2 separate regions of the Gossypium hirsutum genome follow, and region 1 is linked to region 2. Evidence: chromatin contacts called from public Hi-C data. All regions are on one chromosome and are shown on one strand. Each heading gives the region's core, a stretch centred on a gene start, on an enhancer-like site or on the middle of the called end of the contact. The rest is flanking DNA. Distances are from core to core; before and after follow the strand shown.

Evidence for each region. Hi-C and Micro-C count contacts between places; a contact is called where the count stands out from the background.
Region 1: a Hi-C map of leaf shows a contact between it and region 2, with 2.3 times the contacts expected there. The contact joins the enhancer-like site here to the promoter of LOC107930109 in region 2. A contact is called at or near these places in 8 of 34 Hi-C or Micro-C datasets (leaf and petal).

Annotation. Positions count from the first base shown.
Region 1 is chrA08:109,252,363-109,258,106 of Gossypium_hirsutum_v2.1, reverse strand. No RefSeq gene overlaps it. Among protein-coding and RNA genes, the nearest start is that of LOC107930123, 17 kb to the left of the region's middle. Within about 2 kb of position 3,791, at least 3 of the 9 cell types and tissues checked have an H3K27ac peak or open chromatin away from gene starts, as enhancers often do. A contact at or near this core is called in leaf, where this site is marked.
Region 2 is chrA08:109,153,102-109,159,061 of Gossypium_hirsutum_v2.1, reverse strand. It overlaps LOC107930109 (cyclin-dependent kinase C-2), which reads left to right and starts at 2,032. Exons shown (of 12, transcript XM_016861677.2): 1 at 2,032-2,376; 2 at 2,529-2,610; 3 at 2,697-2,787; 4 at 2,924-2,953; 5 at 3,043-3,152; 6 at 3,277-3,349; 7 at 3,444-3,564; 8 at 4,222-4,339; 9 at 5,049-5,188; 10 at 5,428-5,485; 11 at 5,930-5,960. The coding sequence starts at 2,267.

The sequences.
Region 1 (5,744 bases), core at 2,542-5,041, 97 kb before region 2:
TTCACATCTTTAAGATAAAAATTTTCATTCACCGTTAAAAATTATGGTCTGTGATAATTGAAAATGAATATATTATATATTTTTGAATGGATTTAAAAAAAATATTTAATACATTATTAATAAAAAATTAAATTTCATAAATAGAGTTTAGAAAATGATAAAGGGGCAGCATTTAAACTTCATGGTGTATCAAATGTTATCATATTTTAAAATGAATTATCATATGGTACACTAGAGTTTTTTAACACTACAACATAAGTTAAGAAACCATGATTTTTCTTGGCTTAAGCTTTGGACTGCTAACTTGCCACCGAAGGTGTTAGATTTTCTGTGACGGTGTATTCGTAATTTTGTTCCTTGCAAAGGTCGTTTGAAAGACAAAGGGTGTATCGTTGATGATAGTTGGATAAGGTGAGGAAGTGAATCTCTTGAACATGTTCTGCTTTGGTGTCAAATGCTACAATAATCTGGAATATGATGGGTGTTGTAGTGCAAACTGATTCGGTGAAGAATTTTATTGCTTCTATGTTATCTATTTCTGATATTCGGCAGCGGGACGTTATTTTGGTGGTCTTGTGGAGTCTTTGGTTCCATAGGAACCTGTTAGTTTGGAAGAATAATGACCACCCTCCTTCGAAGATTGTAGAATTCGCAGTCACGGTCCTTCGAGATTGGCTGCTGCTATTTTGCACTGGGTCCGTGGTTGAAGTGTAATGTTGACGCCTCTGTCTGTCAAGATTCGAACACTACTAGTTTTGCGGCATTTATTCTTAGTGAAGTAGGTGAGTTTGTACAAGCTTTTCGGGCTTTGTTTCGGCTGTTTATGATCCTCGTTTGGCTGAGATTTTCTCTATAATGGAAGTACTCTGTTGGAAAAAATATAATTTTTGAAAACTTTGAGGCATATTTTCGATTGATAAAGGTAGAGAGTTGAAACATAAAATTATGGTTTTATATTCTTCTCCATAAGGTATTTACAACGGTATATCATATACTCAAAATGAATGAGTGATGAAAGAGAAATTGATGCTCAAATTAAGTAAGCCATTTTTGAATATTTGTTGGAGAAAAGAAAAACTTAGATCCTACATTGGTTAAATACCAAGTGTGAGATATACATATATCAGAACTCACTTAAGAATTATTGAAGGACTAAATTAATATTTTCCATTTTGCGTAGGAGGGGGTGTGAATCCAAATCCACGAGTTTGGGGGTGCACCGGCATGAACAAATTTTTTTTTCAACAAATATTATTAAACATCTGTTTTAAAATGACAAATATCTTAATTTGATTTGATTCAATCAAATTGATTCTCAAATTGATTTGATTTTATTCAAATTGATTTAAAGGCTCCTTTAATGCAGATTTGTATTTTTATTCATGAAATTTTCTAAAACTTCTTCATATTGAATATCTATAAAAGCCTAAAGAATACTGCAAAATTTTTTAAGAGACATACAACGAATTTATTTTACTCTAAAAAATTCTTTTCTTTTCTCTCTAAATTTTCAAATATTTTGGTAATAGAAGAAGATAAGGTTTGTTCGTTGATCACTACAGAGGTACTACTGCCGCGATCATTTTGTTGTAGTATCTTGCGAGATAGACAACCAACTTTTCCCAGTACAATATAGGAACAATCGAATCTGTCTTAAGGAAACTGTGAAAACAAGCTAGTAAAACTCGATTCCCTCATTCGATTTCTGATTTTTCAATATCTTATTTATTTAATTGTTTTCAGATATGATGTTTTAAATAAATATAAATATTTATTTAATTTAATTTGCTTAGATCTAGTGTTTTTATATAAATATAAATATTTGTTTATATTATTTATTATGATCTTATATTTAATATAAATATTTATATTTATATTTGTTCGCTAACGTGTTTTGTCTAACACTCTCTTGATTTAAAGGTTCAACATTTTGATAGGATAATTATCGGATTAGATTGCCTTGAGCTTGTCAATGCATTAACCTCTTCTGTTGTTAATAATTCTGAGTTTGGTATTATGGTTAGTGATTGTTTGCTATTGAAGGACTCCTTTCAACATCTTTCCTTTGGACGTGGCGGGATATTAAAAGGGCGGCTCATTTCTTTTTTAGGGTAGCTTTGTTCTATCTAGACAGGCATTCTTAGGATGTTATTTCCTTTGCTATTTCTTCCATATTAATTTCCGATGCTTATATTAGTTCTTGTGATAAATCTCAAAGAGTCATAGGAAAAGGTGTATTGAAAAAAACCTGTTGATTTGAGTATTAGTGATCCTCAAACTTGTTTGATGTGATACAGCTAAAATTTTTTATTAATTGAAACACATGGATCAAATTTATCAATGAAAAGAGAGTATACTAACACAATTTATTAGGTATCAATATAAGTTAAAACCATCTTAACGGTCAATTAAACTATCATAGAATGTGATGTATTGAAGATTACTTCAAATTCGTCAGTAAAAATCTAATTTACCTTGATAAAATTTACACATTCATCCGTATAGGATTTTTTAATTAAGGAAAAAAAAGTATAGTATTCATTATTCAAATGGTATATATAGCTAACTTTACTTTTATTTTTCCTAATCTCTCGTTTTTTTCTCCCATCTCATCTTTCTATTTTCAAACCCTCACTCCTCTCCTCCTCCAATAAACTTTGCGCAATCACTACATGAGAAGTTTCGTGTCCATAATTTGATTCATCTGCCAAGGCAGCCGCAGGTTGAATGGTGGCGAGCCCTAGGCCCGAGCCATGTGAAAATTAATGTTAATGCTGCATGGAATGCTAGCACGCGTACGACCGGACTTGGGTGTATAGCATGAGACGAGGACAATATGGTCTTGGGCAAAATGGCGATGAAAGCTTTTGATAGCTTCGACTCGACATGGGCGGAGGCTCGCATGACAACTTTGAGTCTCGTTTTGATTCACGACGAAAGTTGTTTTTGAATGGATTTTTTTTATAAAATTTTCTCATGTAATATTGGATTTATCTTTGTTTTACTAATTTATTTCAGAGGTAGATTTTGATGTTTCAGATTATTTTTTTACGTGTAGGCCAATTAAATAATATCAACAATATGCTTAGTTGTTTGGGCTTAAATTCTAAAAATGGGGTCTAATTTGGAGTGGGTTATTTCCACGAGCTTCATGATCTTACACTTGCGAATACTATTTGACTTGCTGAACGGAATTATCATTTGAAGCCTTCATTTCAAAAAAAGAAAATAATCATGATATAATCATAGTCTTCTAATTCAACAAACTCAATATCTAACTCGTGACTCACATTTCATCTATTAAAGTCGATTCTAGTAATGATTTCTTTATAACTCAAGAATCTAATGATGATTTTTTAAAAAATATTAATTCATTAATGATAAGTGATAAAAAGTGCATCAAAGAAATTTTTATTAAAAAAAAAAAACTATAACTTAGAGCTCTGACTGAAGAGATTAATTTTATAATTGATGTAACGGATTGGGAGCTAAACCTATCAACTTTTACCTTATTTTTTACTTGACTCTTTCCTTCTATTAGAAGAATCATTGTGAATACATTTCATACTTGTAGTTGGGTTTTGCAACAGGAGGGGCGTTGGTTTAAGATTGATGATACAATTTTTAGCTAAGCCTGAGACATATTATCCTATTAAATCTAAACAAAAATACAGTATATTAAAGGTGGAGTTGGAGGTTATCCCGTTCCATTGGATAAAAGTGGCCCGAAGCTAGTGTTGGGGATTGGGCCTATGGCTGATTTATATTGCAATGGCAAGGAACCTTGCTCTTATTACCGGAACCAAATCATAGTATCAAACCGGGAAACAGAAGCCATTGGCTGAAGTGGGCTGGCTTTTATAACAAATTTGTTTTCAAGGAAGTATAGACAGAAGGAAGGTGATGAGCAGCAGGATCACAAAGGGTTGCTTTATTGCTTTAAGGTCTATTTCCACGTCAGTTTCGTTGAGATTAGAATAATAAGATTCGATAATGTGGTACTGAAATTAAAATTAATAGTGTAATATATATGTTAAATTTAAATATAACAATTACAGTAAGGTAAATTATAATGAAAACGAAAAATGACTAAAAGTATAATTTTTAATATATGTAATTGATTATATATGTTATTATTATATTTATTTACATAGATTAAATAAAAATATTGCATATTATTTGAAATAAATTAACAAAACAATAAATATTATGAAGATATTATAAGTAAAAATGTTCAAATAAACTAGTTATTATAATTAGAAAAGAGAAAATGTATGATCATCAACTCAAGGAAGATAATAGGCATGATTTCTTTTCCAGTAGTGAGCGAAAAGCTAAAAAGTTGGTCAAAATATGCTTCTGATCCTTGAATTTTAACAAAACTTTAGATTTTATTGGTAAAAGCACCGTGGAGGCCCTTGTACTAAGAGTTGGATTGCATTTGCCCTCTCTAATAAAATTAGTAAATTAATCCCTATACATTAGAACAAATACAAAATTGGTCCTTCTAGCTAAATTTCATCCATTTTTACCGTTAAAAACTAGTCCCTGTACATCGACATGAGGTACACATGGCATGCCATTTGTAGTTGTCTAGTTATTCTGTTAGTCATTCCTATTTTTAACAATAGAAATGGAGAAAAATTTTGAAAACCAAGCCAATTTGTGATATTTATAGTAATAAACCAATTACTGAATTTGCACCTATGTTTTCAGCTAGATGGATCCTTATCGTTCCAAGCTTTCAACTAAACAACTTTCTTCACTATTATTGTAGTACGAACAGCTTCGAGTGTGGCCTCGAATGATTTGAATCAAACCCAAAACCAAAAATAGTTCTATTAACTTTTAGTGTGAAAACAAAAATTCTCTTCTCAAATAGAAACAACAAAATTGTTATTCCAGAAAATAAATTTAATACTTTGATAAGAAAACTCTCTATTTTTGGGCAGAGTAATCGTAATAGCCCATTTTTAGAGAAATCGAAACAGTGGTTTTGGGACCACAAATCTGATTCCGAAAAGAAAATTTATTTTAATATTATCTTATGGTCTATAATATGATAATAATGTTGTGTGAAAATTTCGTAAAATTTTTTTATCGATTATGTGCTTAATTGTGAAAAGGACCAAATCGCATCAAATGCAAAAGTTGAATTCTAGTAGCTATAAGAATCAAATAGCTATGGAATTCAAAATTTGAGGTCCTTATATGGAATTAGACCATTAATGAAAAGTTAGTAGATATTTTTGGATGATTTATCCATGGAAAATTAGAAAAAGGCTAAGGACTAAATTGGAAAGTGATAAAACTAAAAGATGATAAATAATTAAATAGAAATGAAAATCATTTTATATCATCTTCTTCCCCAAATATTCCATAGAAACCTTGGGAAAGAGAAAGCAAGCTTTCTTGGCCAAATTAGGTAAGTATTCAAGACTCGTTTTTAGTAATTTGTATATTTTTGAAACTGGGATAGCTTAATCTATCTATTTGGGGGATCAATTTGAAATTTTATCAAAGTATAGAAATTATGTCATGGATGAATATGCTGAAAATTTGAAATTTATGGTAGAATAAGAAAGGTTGTTGATAGATAAATAACTTTTACAAAGTGATTTTTGATGAAAAATTATTTAGGAACTAAAATGTAAAGTTGTGAAAATTGAAGAAAAATTTTGAATTTTATAGAATACATGTGCTGTAAATTTTATATTGAATTTTTGGTTAGGCTTGGAATAAGG
Region 2 (5,960 bases), core at 783-3,282:
ATACGATTTCATATATTCTCATTAGAGCCTTATAGTTTTATTTATAATATGATTTCATGAAATTTTTTAAATTTATTCAAATTAGTCCCTACTGTAACAAAATTTAACAATAAGTTAAATTAACTTTACAATCTAGTCCTTTTCATATTCTAAGCTTAAAATTTATCAAATTCAAGCCCAATTCTTCAAGAAATCAACAATAAAAAATTTATAAAAATTTAATAGTTTCACAGTTTGGTACATGGTCTAGCTGAATTAAGCTCTCATGATCTCAAATTCATAAAAATTACAAGAACAAGAATTAAATTTACCTACCAAATCATGGCCAAATGATTTTAAGCTTCCTTAGGTTTTTCTTCTTCATGGATGGCAAGGAGATGAAGTTGAAGGATGGATTTCACATGTTTTCCCACTAACTTAGTTTTGTTAAAGTTTAATTAAACTAATCTAATTAACATAATCATGGTTTAATTAACTTAATCTAACTTTAATCTAACTTTAGTTGATTTTACCATCATCATCCACATTCTCCTATTTAAAAATGGTTCGATTGTCATTTAGGACCTTTGGCTAATTGCTATTTTAATCCTCAAACCTTTTGTCAATTAAAAATCTATAACGATTGAAACTTTACAATTTAGTCCCTGAGCCTTAATTAACTATTATTTCAGAAAAACTACTGGACCAATCTTTAATATATTTTATATTATCTCCATAAATATTCATATTAAATATTTTATATTATCTCCATAATTGAATATTTATGGACTCAGTTTATGGAAATGGAGTTTTGAAACTGCAATTTCTGATATCACTAAAAATCGAGTCGTTACAATCACCTTGCTTAATGCCCCTTATAGGTTAAATTAACTTGTGCGGGCCCCATTAGTAACAATATGATAAGACACTGTCTATATGCATTGCATAATTAAATTTATCCATTTCTCATCAAAGTCCATAGCACATAGAATTGCTCAAACAAAATTCAAATTTAACCTATCATGCGCCTTATTCGTTTCAAGTTTTAGAGCACTTATGCACCATTTTCCCTTCTTCTTCTTCTTTTTTATAAGATTTAGCAATTCTAATGCCATAACAACATTATCACTAATTTGGCTACCTTTGATGAATGCATTTCGAAACAAAGTGATGATCTCATTAAGGATGGACTAGATTCTCGAAATCAAAATCTTAGAAATAACCCTATAAACCATATTGCACAAGCTTATTGGGCGAAAATGACCCACCTTTTCTAGACATTTTCCTTATGGGATTGGCATAATGAACATTTTATTTAATTCCTTTAGTTGAGGAAGTTGAGCCGTGGATCTGAAACCAAATATCTACATCCTGCATTCGGTTCAAGTGCTTTAAGACATCTCAAATCAAACATTATTTTTATAACTTTCTTTTCTGTGAATGGAGAATTTAATAAATATTTTAGATTCTCTAGTATTGAGGAACCTCCAAACCAATTAAGAAATTATCAATTGATTGTGAACTATTTTGATTCGGTTGATTATAAATACTTATTTTTGGAGGGTTATAAATGCTTTTAAAATAGTCTTTAAAAAAATTTTAATATCATATTGGCATTCAAATAATTTTCCATTTTCACCTTTTTTGTAAGTATTGTGTTCGTGATAGTGGCGGAACCAGAAAATTATTTGGGTGCGGAACTAAATTATATATTTTTATAATAGTAACTATGTAATTTCATTATTTCAATAATTTATATATTTATAATTTTTAATGGATTAAATTAAATTTTTATCATTTTTAAAAAGACCAAATTATAATTTTTTCATTACTAATTTAAAAATTTTAAATTATAAAAATTTAAATTATAAAATTTTTATTTTAAAAGGACGGGACCTGCAAGCCCACTTGGCTCCGCCACTTGTTCGTGAGTCTTCTTTTATTTGCTAAGAAAATACGTGGTATTTTCAAAGAGAAGTTTAGACTTTAGTTTTGGGCCTAGTGATATTGGGTTGGGTTTAAATAAGCAAAGCAAATATTACAAGATAAGAAAAAGGAAAACCGTATTAGTATTTGAAGTTTGGGAAACAGGGCGAACGGGGCAATGCCTTTGGAATGTGGAATTGGGGAATTTGCATGCAATTAGGTATATTGAGAACCTCTGCTAGTGTGAGTTGTTCAAATCCGCCGCCGTTGATGTAGTCAGTATTCGGCCTTTCGGTTCAACTGCAGGGAATTGTGTGTTTATTTAAGTAGCTGCTAAATTGATTCTCAATCAAAGAATCAGATGGCGATAGCAGGGGCAGGGCAGCTTAATCTGAACGAGTCGCCCTGCTGGGGATCAAGAAGCGTCGATTGTTTCGAAAAGCTCGAGCAGATTGGAGAGGGTACCTACGGGTCCGTTCTTCTGCTTTCCCTTCCTCTTATTTTCAATTTAGGGTTTATGTTTGTTTCTCTATTTTTCTTAAATAGGGCGTTCTAATTTCTCTTTGCTTAATAACCATTCATTGCCAGTTTAATTCAATTTCTAGTACTATATGTTTTTGCAGCCAAGTTTACATGGCCAGGGAAATAAAGACCGGTGAAATTGTTGCTTTGAAGAAAATACGCATGGACAACGAGAGAGAAGGAGTATGTTCACGCCTTATACATTTATGTTTCATATAAATCAAAGAAATCATAGCTAAAAATTGCTCTTTCTCTACAAACTTGTACAGTTTCCCATAACAGCTATTCGTGAAATTAAAATTCTGAAGAAGCTCCACCATGAGAATGTAATTAAGCTCAAAGAGATTGTTACTTCTCCGGGTAATTATACGTGCTCGTCATTTTGCAATTGCCCCTTTGGCTTTTAATGCATTTATTGATTTGACTCCTACTTCTTAAAATTACTCCTTTAACCTTTCCTTCATATCTCCTGGTTTTATATTATTTTTAATTGTAGGTCCGGAGAAGGATGAGCAGGGGAGACCAGGCAAGTGTTGTACCATTCCTGATTAAGGTGTTATCGGCTCACACTTAATATTTGCTATGGTTTAACTCTTTCCCTTTTTTGCATTATAGATGGTAACAAGTATAAAGGTGGAATTTATATGGTTTTCGAATACATGGACCATGATTTGACTGGCCTTGCTGATCGACCTGGGATGAGATTTTCAGTTCCCCAAATTAAGGTAACCCATTTTATAGGCAAAAAGGATAGAGAAGAGAGAGAGAGAGAGAGAGAGAGAGAGGGAGAGCACTCTGCATTCAATCATCATAATTTTGTTCTTCTAACCATGCTACCCTTTCGTCCAGTGTTACATGAGGCAACTTCTTACTGGGCTTCACTATTGTCATGTAAATCAAGTACTTCACCGTGACATCAAAGGTTCTTACCTGCATACCTGATATCCCCTTGTTTAATATAATGTTGTCCCTGACTATGAAATCCAAATTAAGGTTCTACTTATTCATTGATGCAGGCTCAAATCTTCTTATAGACAACGAGGGTAACCTCAAGCTTGCTGATTTTGGTCTTGCCCGTTCATTCTCAAATGATCATAATGCAAACCTTACAAATCGTGTTATTACCTTATGGTACAGGTATGTGTCTTTTTATTCTTGGGTTGAACTGTGTTGATGAAACTTTTGGTGAGAGGACTAAGAGAATGGATGGATCATTTGGGTGATCGATCTGCAAGGACAGGAAAAGATATTAGGAGGGCATCGGAGTTTGGACTCCAGAGCACCCTCCGATGCTTTAGTCAGTATAGGTTCAACCGTTCAAGGACTAAGGGTTGAGTGAGATAGAAATTTAGCACGGTTTGAGAGCTTACCTTATTTAGTGAGTACCTTTCCATATTTATAGGTCTCTGTTCTCTGCCCAAAGACGAATGGGCAGATGTCCATACCTAATTTCCATCACGGGGAGCAGATCCTATCTTTTAGGGCCGTTAATTTCCTCATATTTCATATGTTCTTTGACTGAGCTAGAGAATTTCTGTAGAAGTTTCTTGATGCTAAAACTTTTAGCAGGTGTGAACACGGTGTTCACACAAGGGAAAATTCCTTTTGGGCCTGCGTGGCCTGGGCCTGTTAGGCTGATCCTTATTGGATCCTTCAGTCCTTGGTAGGCTGCTGAGCTATTTCAAGCCCGAGTTTGTGGAGTAATAACAAAGCGTATGCTAACAACCTTGAAATGTATTTAATGAAAAAAATACTAGTGCTGTGTTTCCTTCTCATTTTTGTTTATTTTCTCAGACCTCCGGAGCTGCTTCTTGGAGCAACCAAGTACGGTCCAGCTGTTGATATGTGGTCTGTTGGTTGCATCTTTGCTGAGCTCCTGCATGGGAAGCCTATATTTCCTGGAAAAGATGAGGTTAGTTGCTTTATTTTGGATTAAATGATTGAGTTTTATAGAAAGATACAACATAATCGAAGGTTGTTACATCTTATGCCCTGGAATATCCAATCAATGTTGTAGAATCCTGGTTGTATTGATAGCTGAGATCTTCTTTGATACTTGTAAAGTGTTCTGGTCATTTTTTTATATATTACTTCTTGATGATATAAGCGTCTAGAGATCTTACCTCTGAAGTTGAACATTTTGATGAAAACAAAAAGAAGCTCCCAAGAAGAAAATTGAAATAATAAATTTGAGCATTGATATCATCTCTTTTCTCCCAATTATCCGTATATCTGCCTTATGTTTTACTTATTTGCATATCTTTATTATTATTATTATTTTTTATGTAGCCTTTGCTAGAATATGAAAGTATAGTCGTTTCTCCATCTATCAGAGAATTATTTTCGTAAGAGGGATTACTGGTTTATTTGTATAGCCTTGTCTATGGTTTGTTGAAGTTTTGGATTGACACTAGATCTTACAAGTTATACCAGTACAGGGTTATCATGTTAAACTCTGGGTGAAAATTCACTCCTAGACACACACACACACATGCAAAATCATGTGCGTACACATGTACTCACTCATTTGCATATTGAAAGGTATTCCTATTTCATGGGCCTTTATCTGGTAATTGCTTGCAAGACTCCAGTATGAAATGCTGTACTGGTAATTGTTGCAGCCAGAACAATTAAACAAAATATTCGAGCTGTGTGGAGCACCAGATGAAGTCAACTGGCCTGGGGTTTCTAAGATTCCTTGGTACAACAACTTCAAGCCAACAAGGCCAATGAAGAGACGTCTCCGCGAAGTTTTTAGGCAGTAAGTTCACTTACACTGTCATGTAGCACTTTTCCCCCTTGAGAAGTTTTTAGTCATAATGCTGATATGTGGGATCAGGGAACTGATCCTTGGCCAATGTAACCTCCCATTGGTGTCATGTGCCTGGAACTTATTTATAGATATTGGTCTACTTATGCTGGCATGTGATATTTTAAACTCTCGAGTATTTTTTGAAATTTATCTTATCACTGACAGACATATCTGTCAATTTGCTATAGTTTTGACCGTCATGCTTTGGAATTGTTGGAGAGGATGTTGACTCTTGACCCTTCTCAGGTACCATTTGGTATATTTGTTTGCTTTATATTCATTTATGCTTCATAAGAATCACAGGATTCTTTTCTCTGCTTCAGGTGATCTTTCACTTTTAAATCATATGACTATTGAGTCTTTGACTTAAATCAGGGTTCATTTGCACAGGAGTTGTCTTCTCTCTAGCCTTTCAGATCAAAATAATTGGTTAAATGGATTAAACTGAGGAATTTGCTGTAGTTTTCTGTAGATATATATTTTTCCCAATCAAGCTGCCTATGTAGTCCAGTTGCTTCATCTGACTAGAATTAAGCCAATTTACGTTCATCAATTTGCTCAAACTTTGAAATGTAGAACTGTACTATTGATTTAGTAATTGCAATCAAGAAAAGTTCAAGCACTTATCTTGCTCTTTGAAAGTTAGCAGCTAGTTCTCATGTGATTATATTCTCTTTGTTCAAAACATAGAGAATTTGTGCCAAGGATGCCCTTGATGCCG